Regions from separate parts of the Sus scrofa genome. Here region 1 is linked to region 2. A link is a contact called in public Hi-C data. All regions are on one chromosome and are shown on one strand. The core of a region is the stretch at or near the end of the contact, and the rest is flanking DNA. Distances in the headings are between cores, read along the strand shown. Region 1 has its middle 4.5 kb from the start of CDH5. Region 2 holds the start of LOC110260929.

Evidence for each region. A called contact is a pair of places that touch in the nucleus more often than the background predicts.
Region 1: a Hi-C map of retroperitoneal adipose tissue shows a contact between it and region 2, with 1.9 times the contacts expected there. The contact joins the enhancer-like site here to the promoter of LOC110260929 in region 2. A contact is called at or near these places in 2 of 5 promoter capture datasets (both in liver) and 14 of 47 Hi-C or Micro-C datasets (embryonic fibroblasts, fetal heart ventricle, fetal liver and 8 more).

Annotation. Positions count from the first base shown.
Region 1 is chr6:27,101,990-27,106,085 of Sscrofa11.1, forward strand. No RefSeq gene overlaps it. Among named protein-coding and RNA genes, the nearest start is that of CDH5, 4.5 kb to the right of the region's middle. Within about 2 kb of position 2,787, at least 19 of the 83 cell types and tissues checked have an H3K27ac peak or open chromatin away from gene starts, as enhancers often do. A contact at or near this core is called in liver, mesenteric adipose tissue, omental adipose tissue and 2 more, where this site is marked.
Region 2 is chr6:27,215,479-27,219,215 of Sscrofa11.1, forward strand. LOC110260929 reads left to right here and starts at 2,448. Exons shown (of 2, transcript XM_021093983.1): 1 at 2,448-3,737. The coding sequence starts at 3,467. BEAN1 (protein BEAN1) reads left to right here. Exons shown (of 5, transcript XM_021093984.1): 5 at 1-2,271.

The DNA of each region.
Region 1 (4,096 bases), core at 1,537-4,036, 110 kb before region 2:
GCCGTGCACATGCAGAAGCCGTACTCACACCCCCACGTGTGCCCACATGCACCCCCACCATCAGCCTCCCTGCGGCGTCACTGTCGGGACTAACTTGGTCGACACCTGCTGTGTGCCAGAGGCTGCTCTACGCACCTGAATCTTGTCCATCACTCCTTCCAGCAGCCCTTCGAGGAAGACACGCAAGTACATCCATTTTACAGACGTGGAAGCTTCAGCACCAAAGCCTGGTCCAGGACCGGCGGGACCGTAAGTGGCAGAGGTCCCCAGGACAGGACCACAGGTGCCACTCTGAGCCCTCACGTCGGGCTGCTCCTGGCCTCCCCTCAGCCCCGCAGCAGAAGCTGCTTCCTAACAGGCGCCCGGCTGTGGTGGGCGTGAGAAACACCCGGGACAGCGGTGTGCGGGGGAGGCATTGTCCTGTCGGGAGCTCATGCCTGCTCCACCAGCCCCTTCCTGGCCAAGGACAGGCCTCGCTTGGTCCAGCTCCAGGGACTGTATACTCAGTAGCCACAGCTCGTGGCTCCTCAGAGCGATTCTCCTAAACTTTAGGGCTCCTCGGCCCCCATCGGTAAGAGGCCCCCAGCCACCCCGCTGCCTGGGCTCCTCAGTGGGGCCTGAGAGGCCCCCTGCCAGCCCCTCCCAGCAGCTCAATGCTTCCGCTCAGGGGAACAGCTTCTCCCCACAAACAGGCTCGGACCCTGCCATTCCCCCTGCCCAGTCCACCCTTCCTCTTGCCCTGCGCATCCTTTCAGAGCAGCCTGGGCACCCCATCCTCTGGCAGCTTCCCAGGCTGCCTCCTCCACCACCCCCAGCATGGGGCACACACCTCTGGCCCCTGCCCACCCACTCTGCCCACATTGGTCTGACACATCGAAAGCAGAGCTAGGCAAAGCCAGCAGGTCATTAAATGTATTTTTTCAATCATAAATGGGCACAAAACACTGTCCAACAATGATATGTGGCCAGGAGCGGGATGACGAGTAGACGCAGCGCTCAACTGCGAACCGGAAGATGAGGGCCGGAATCCTGGCTCGGCTGCCCAGGAGCACCTTACATGCTCCACGCGGCACTGGCACGTACGATTGTAGCCACACAGCTGCCAAGCAAACACCGTCCACGTGCAGAGGCCGTGCTCACACCCTCCCGTGTGCCCCTGTGTGACCTTGGACAAGTTATTCAGCCTCTCTGAGCCTCAGCTCGCTCCTCAGGGAAATGGGCTTATGAACAGTACGTACACTTCTCAGGGCTGGAGTGAGAAAAGAGGGGAGAGGCCATGTAGGCTTTGGAACTTGCCCCCCCCGGGGGGGGCAGGGGTTGGGGGGGATGCTTTCCAGAATGGGAATCTGGGAGGGCCGGGTGGAGGGGTGGTGCGTATGAGCTTGGAGTGAAGGAGGGCTGGGCTGGCAGAGGGAGGAAGGAAGAGCACCCTGGGTGGCAAGAAGAGCATGGTTGCTGGTTGGTTGGTTGGTTGGTTTTAATGGCCACACCTGAGGCGCATGGAAGTTCCAGGGTCAGCGGCTGAATCCAAGCCACAGCTGCAGCAACATCGACTCCATTAACCCACTGTGCCAGGCTGCCGATCGAACCCGTGCCTCCACAGCGAACCCAGCCACTCCAGCTGGATTCCTGACCCACTATGCCATGGCGGGAACTCCATTTCGGATGTTCTGGTTTGGGTTTTGGTTTAAGAACAGCATGGACAAAGGCACGGAGGCAGGTGGGGGTAGCAGCTCAGCCCGAGATGGATCTGGGCTGTTCAGCAAGGCTCAGCACACTCACTGGAGCCCTGATTTGAGGCGCTTGGGGCTGTAAAAGGGGAAGAGCCATACCCCCCTCTCAGGGTCACCCTGAGTATTAAAAATAAGGTACAGAGCCTGGGGCGGGATGACACATACTAGGTTAGCGGCCACAAGTCACTCCAACCCAGTCTTCCAGTTTATCAAGGGACTGACTCTTTCACCTCCCTGGGTCCTCACCTCCAGCAGGGCTAAGAGACTAATCAATCCAGTGCCTCCTTGAAGGATTTGAGAAAAGGACCCACGATGTGCTGGAATATACCACGGACCACAGGTACACTGGCCCCAGGCCCGTGTCTGCCTCGCCAGCTGGTGACCCAGCCACCCACTCATCCACACACACATTCACGCATTCATTCATTCATTCATCCAATGATCCCTGCTCTGTGCCTGCACTGAGCTCAGCTCTGAGCCCCACAGGTGAGCCCAGCCCAGTCCCTGCTGGGAGCAGCCATCCCCAATTCCTTGTGGAGCCACAGGTGAGGGTGAGACCCCTCCCCTGCTCCTCCTCCCTCCTGAGCGCCTGAAGCCTACCCCACACGGACCCCATTCTGCTTCCCCTGAAGGCTGTGTCCACTCGCCTCACCACAGCCAGGGAGCCTTCCCCAAATAACTCAGAAGTCTGCTTACACAGCCTCCGCCCCCGCTTCACAGCCAGGCAGCCCCCACTCCCTCCTGCGATCCCAACAGCTTGGGAACCCAAAGCACCCAACTGTCCCCTCCGTTCCCCCGGCCCAGGGAAAGCCCGAGCCTGGTGCCCACGCTCCTTATCAGCTGCAGGTGTTGCGCAATTATCTGGAGAAAAGGAGAAGGAAGTGAAAAACATTTCAGCAACCAAATCATGCTACAGATAGAACCCCCAGAGTTCATTCCAGGCACTTTCTCCTAGGGGAAGCCTAACCTCCCCCTCTCTATGTGTTGTGTGATACTGTGGGCTGTGCTCACGCTCTCTGCCAGGGCTCTGCCCACAGGCCCGGGTTCACTCCGTGCAGAGTGCAACGCCCTACACAGCCATGCAGTCTCTGCAAAGCTCCACCCTGCGGTGCCTGACTGCCCTTCTAGGAGCCTGTGGTTTCAAGTCCACGTTTACAGAGCGCTCACTCAGTACCAGGAGCCCCCCCAGCAACAGACCCACAAAGGAAACACAAGTGGGGTGCGGGGGGAGATGAGCAGATGAATGAGGGGGTGCCCTTGAAAGAGGTCTGCGTAAAAGACTGGGGGTGCAGGGGGGCACAGAGGAGGGAGCGGAGGGGCAGAGGAGAGAAGTGGATGGGGCAGTGAGCTGTAGCAGAGGATGGGGGTCCGAGGCAGCTGTGGGGGCGCAGAGGAGGCAGCCCAGTAAGGAGAAGCGCGTGGACAAAGACCCAGTGGCCTGGCTTCCCTGTGCCACCCTTGGGCCTCCCACACTGCAGGGAAGGAGGAACGGGCTCGCCAGTTGATAAGCCCCTTCTGTGCGCCAGACTCAAGCAGGCAGGAGAGCTTCGTGGGCGAGGAGATGGCCTCTGCAAACAGAAGTCTGGCTGGAAATTTCCAGCCTACCACTGACGAGCTCTGTGATCTTGGGAGCACTCAGTTTCCAGGCTCTGTTTCCCCATCTGCATAATGGGAATAACAGTAGGAAACTTCCCCCTTCCCCGGGTTGTCCTGAGGATTGAAAGCGCCCCCCGGCCCCCGCCCCGGAGAAAAGAGCTCACAGACTGTGGTCCTCAAACATGAGGATGCAAATGTGCAGCCTGGGCACTACAAACCTGTAGGTCTCAGGGCTCCATTGCCAGCCATCTGACTCCATCGGCCTGGGGCAGGGCCCAGGAATCTGCATTTCCCACACATGCTCCCCAGGTGATTCTGAGACTGGTGGCCTGAGGACCACACTTTGAGAAATACCTGTTCATCGAATGCTTGCTATTACCATCGTTTATTTTCAGTGACTCACGTGCTGCCAATAGCACTGCGAAGTCTGACCTGGTAACCCAGCCCACAGGTCAGGAAAGAGGATCAGAGAAGCAAGTGGGCTACCCGGGTCACACAGCCAGTGATGAGCTAGCCTAGGATCTGAACCCAGTCTGCCAGCCCCCAAGCCTAAATCTCTCCAAGCAGGGCATCACCATGCCCCCTCCCTGGCCACAGGTGTCCCCAGGCCTTATTGTCACACTTCCCAGCCCACCCCCACTGTCCCCTTGTTGCTTCCGCCTCCAGCCCCTAATCAGGTCTCACAGACCATCCCGTTTCCTGCCGGCCACTGGCTGCCTCCTTCGCTCCTGATGGTACCTTCCTGGCTTCGTGCCCTCCCAGCACCT
Region 2 (3,737 bases), core at 1,198-3,697:
TAGCACAGCCATTGAGGCCTTGTCATCTTCCTATTGAAGAGGCTATTGGGGTTGTCCCTGACTCACCCGAGTTAATCTTTTAACCTCTCTGAAACTCAGCATCTTTTCTCCCAGATTTGGCCCTAAACCTCTGGACTCGACTCCAGCAACACCAAGGATTGCACATCTCACTTGGACAGCAGTTGGCTCTCCGCACCCAGATGGCTTTGACTACCAGGAAGCAGGGGACAGGGGATGTAATCAGGATGAAAGAAGTTGTTTTCTCCCCTTCTGCAGAAATTCTCTTCCTGTCTGTGCTTGCCATAAGACCTTGGCTTTGGTCGTTGATCCCTTGGCCAACAGAGGCTGGTTCCCTCCCTCTGCCACTGTTCCCTCCCACAGGAACTCAAGTAGAGCCCACTAGCGCAGTCCTAAACTCCCGAGTGCCCTGACAGCGGGATGCAAGCCTAAGGAAGGTACAGCCCACTCCCAGGTCCCAACAGTGCTGCGCCCAAGCATCTCCACGCCAGGCCCACACTGCCACCTGCTGGCTGCCTGCCACCACTGTTCAGAGCAAATGAACCCCACGGATGAGCAGACTCCCTTCTCCCACTTTCAGACACTGACACTCACAGCTGTAGACAGAACCTTTTTAGGTCCTGGGCCTCTCTGTCTCCCTTGGATGCTCCATAGGTTGAAAGCATTCAGGCGTTCCATTTCTGGGAGTGACTTCTGCCCTCCATCATCTCTCCTTGGGCACAGCCAGATAGCCAAGCCCCCGTCGCTGTATGCAAAACAGTCACTCCTCTGTTCTTCTAAGCACCACTGTGCCTGGCTCAGGTGCCACCCCCATGCTGCAAGGCCCCTGCTCCTGGGAATGGATGGAGCAGCCTTCATGGCGATAGTGCCCAGCCACCTGCTGACCCCAACCTGAACCACCGCACCCCGACATCCAGTTCCAACACCACACTTAGGATCCCACTGGCCCAGGGGGACTGTTGGGCTCGGTATTTACTGCCTCTTCCATCTCCAACATGCCTTGTGTCCACTGCGACATGCAATGGCCTGTCCACCTATAAAGCCACATCCACAGTCTTTGTGCACATTGCTACACAGAGACCTGTGCACACTCCCACATGGAGACTGGCCACCTCTCTCCACCAGGGGCTGGAGGGGCTGGACCAAGGGGGGGCTCGCTGGACAGCAAGGCCATGAAGGCCCCAAGGAGACAGGACCTGAAGGCAAATTCCCAGGACAATGGGAGCGGGGCAGGAGGTGGGGGGCAGGACCAGACCCTGGGATAGGATGTGGGTACAAGGGGTTAATGGGGGAGGAGACCCCAGGAGCACTACCAGGGAGGGGGCAGTGAAACCAGGAAGGGAGGAAGCGTGTGCAGCATGTCATCAAACAGGTTGCCGCCACGGGCAACTCCACGAGAACGAGCAGAGCACACCTCTGTTAACCGCCTGAGGGAGATGGATCACTCACACAGCGGCTCTCACACTCAAAGGTCATTGAGGCTGTTCCCCAGAGAATGTTAATCCCTGCCCTTTGTGCACCAAGTGGGCTCTTCTAGCCAAATAAAGTCTTCAGACAGGGGCGCTGCAGCTGCTGGCTGATGAGGCCACTGCCACGGGCCGGGCACGTTCCAAGGCCTGTGGACAGAGCGCCCATGGCATCCGCCACATGTGAGCAGCAGGAATCACCCGAGAGGAGGAGGGAAGGTGGCTACAAAGCCCGGTTCCAGTCCTGGGGGCCCCTGTGACCTTGGGCCAGACCCTTCCCTTCTCTGGGCCTCAGAACATCCCCCATCAGCCCACCCTAAGCCAAAGCAGCCCCTGCAAATCTCCAGCATCCTCTATCCTCCTTCTGCCCCTGCCTTATCCCCAAAGCAAGTCACTCTGGCAGGCAGAGAAAGCAGGCTCTCACCAAGCCAGCCACTCCCTGAGGGCCCAGGAAGTGTGACTAACGAGATAGTTCAAGAGACTGCAGTGGCCCCAAGTGGAGGAGGCAGGCCCTGGAGCAGCCGGGCTGACCGGTGCACAAGACGCCACAGAAGGGAATGGATCCAGGCACCCTGCCAGCGTTCCCCCATGATCCTGGGCAACCCTGGAGAGACAGGGACGGAAGGCAGTTCGCAGTCACGATGGGCTTCCCAGCAGCTGAGGACTAGGGTGTCCAGAAGGAGTGAAGCGGTTAAGTCAACAAGTAACCAAAAGAGGAGTTCCCGTAATGGCTTAGTGGTTAACGAAACCAACTAGCATCCATGAGGACACGGGTTCAATCCCTGGCCTCACTCAGTGGGTTAAGGATCCGGCATTGGTGAGCTGTGGTGTAGGTCGCAGACGCAGCTCAGATCCCATGTTGCTGTGGCTGTGGTGTAGGCCGGCAGCTACAGCTGCGAATGGATCCCTAGCCTGGGAACATGCATATGCCGCAGGTGTGGCCCGAAAAACAGACCAAAAAAAAAAAAAAAAAAAAAAGCAACTAAAAGCAAGAGAAGAATCATATATTGTTGAATTGTGTGTACCACTTTGTGAAATGTTAACAATTCCACACCCCTCCTCAGGGAGCAAATGAGGCCAGAGAGAGATCATTTAAACCCTTTGGTTTCAGATCCCCTGCCCTACCCCATGGTCTAGTGACCACCCTTCAAGATGACTCAACGGCCTGGAACCCATCCCCAAACCTGCCACTCCTGTTGGGTGCTCCTGCAAGTCTTCGGTATTAAGGAAAAGCAGAGCCTTGGCTATCAGACAGACTTGGTGTAGTCTGCTGAAAACAGCCCCACAAAGACGGCCAGGCCCTAATCCCAGAACCTGTGAGTATGTCACCTTCCTTGGCAAAGGGACTTTGAAGGTGTGATTAGGTTAAGAAGGCCCTTGAGATGAGGTCATTAGCCTGAGCTGTCCAGGTGGGCCCAGGAGAAGCACAGAGGTCCTATGAGAGGGAGGCCACAGGGTCAAAGGAGGAGAAAAGAAACTGAAGCAGAGACAGGAGAGAGATTGCGCAATGCTACAGAGCTGGCTCTGAACATGGAGGAAGGGGCCACAAGCCAAGGACTGCGGGGGCTCCAGCAGGTACAAAAGGCGAGGAAATGGCTTCTTCCCTAGAAGCTCCAAAAGGAACCGGCCCAACCATGACATGGGGCTTCTCACCTCTAGAATTATAATTAAGTTGTGTTATTTTAAGCCATTAAATTTACAGTAATTCATTACAAGCAGCAATAAGAAACTCCTGTCCTTGGGCTCCCATCCCAGCTCTTGCTCTCGCTGCCTTGGTCTCCTCATTCATAAATAGGAGGAAGGGGCACTTGCGATGGACAAGGGCCTCTCTGGCTCTCTCTGGCCCCAGGCTGTGACAATGCCAAACGTCCAGCAGCACCCATGTGGCGTGTGGAGGATGCAGGCACCAGTGCACTTCCCCATTTGCTCTGGAGGCGAGGCGAGGATCCGGCCTGACCTTGACTCTGCTGCACTGGGAGGAGATGAGCAGAACCCCAGCCACTTCCAGAGTAACAAGCAGCCACCCTGCACAGCTTTCTCTTTTGCTCGCACCACTTCCTCCTCGGCTTCCTGACTCAGCTGGGGGATGGGACAGAGGCGGGCTGGCCTGGGCAGCCCAGAGGACTCTCATCCAGCCCCTCAGCGCCACCATGAGTGGGTCCCGACTCCCAGGCCCAGACAGGGGTGCTCCTGAACCCCTCCTGGATGACCTCATCGGCTACTACACGGACAGGGCAGAGGAGGGCCAGCTCA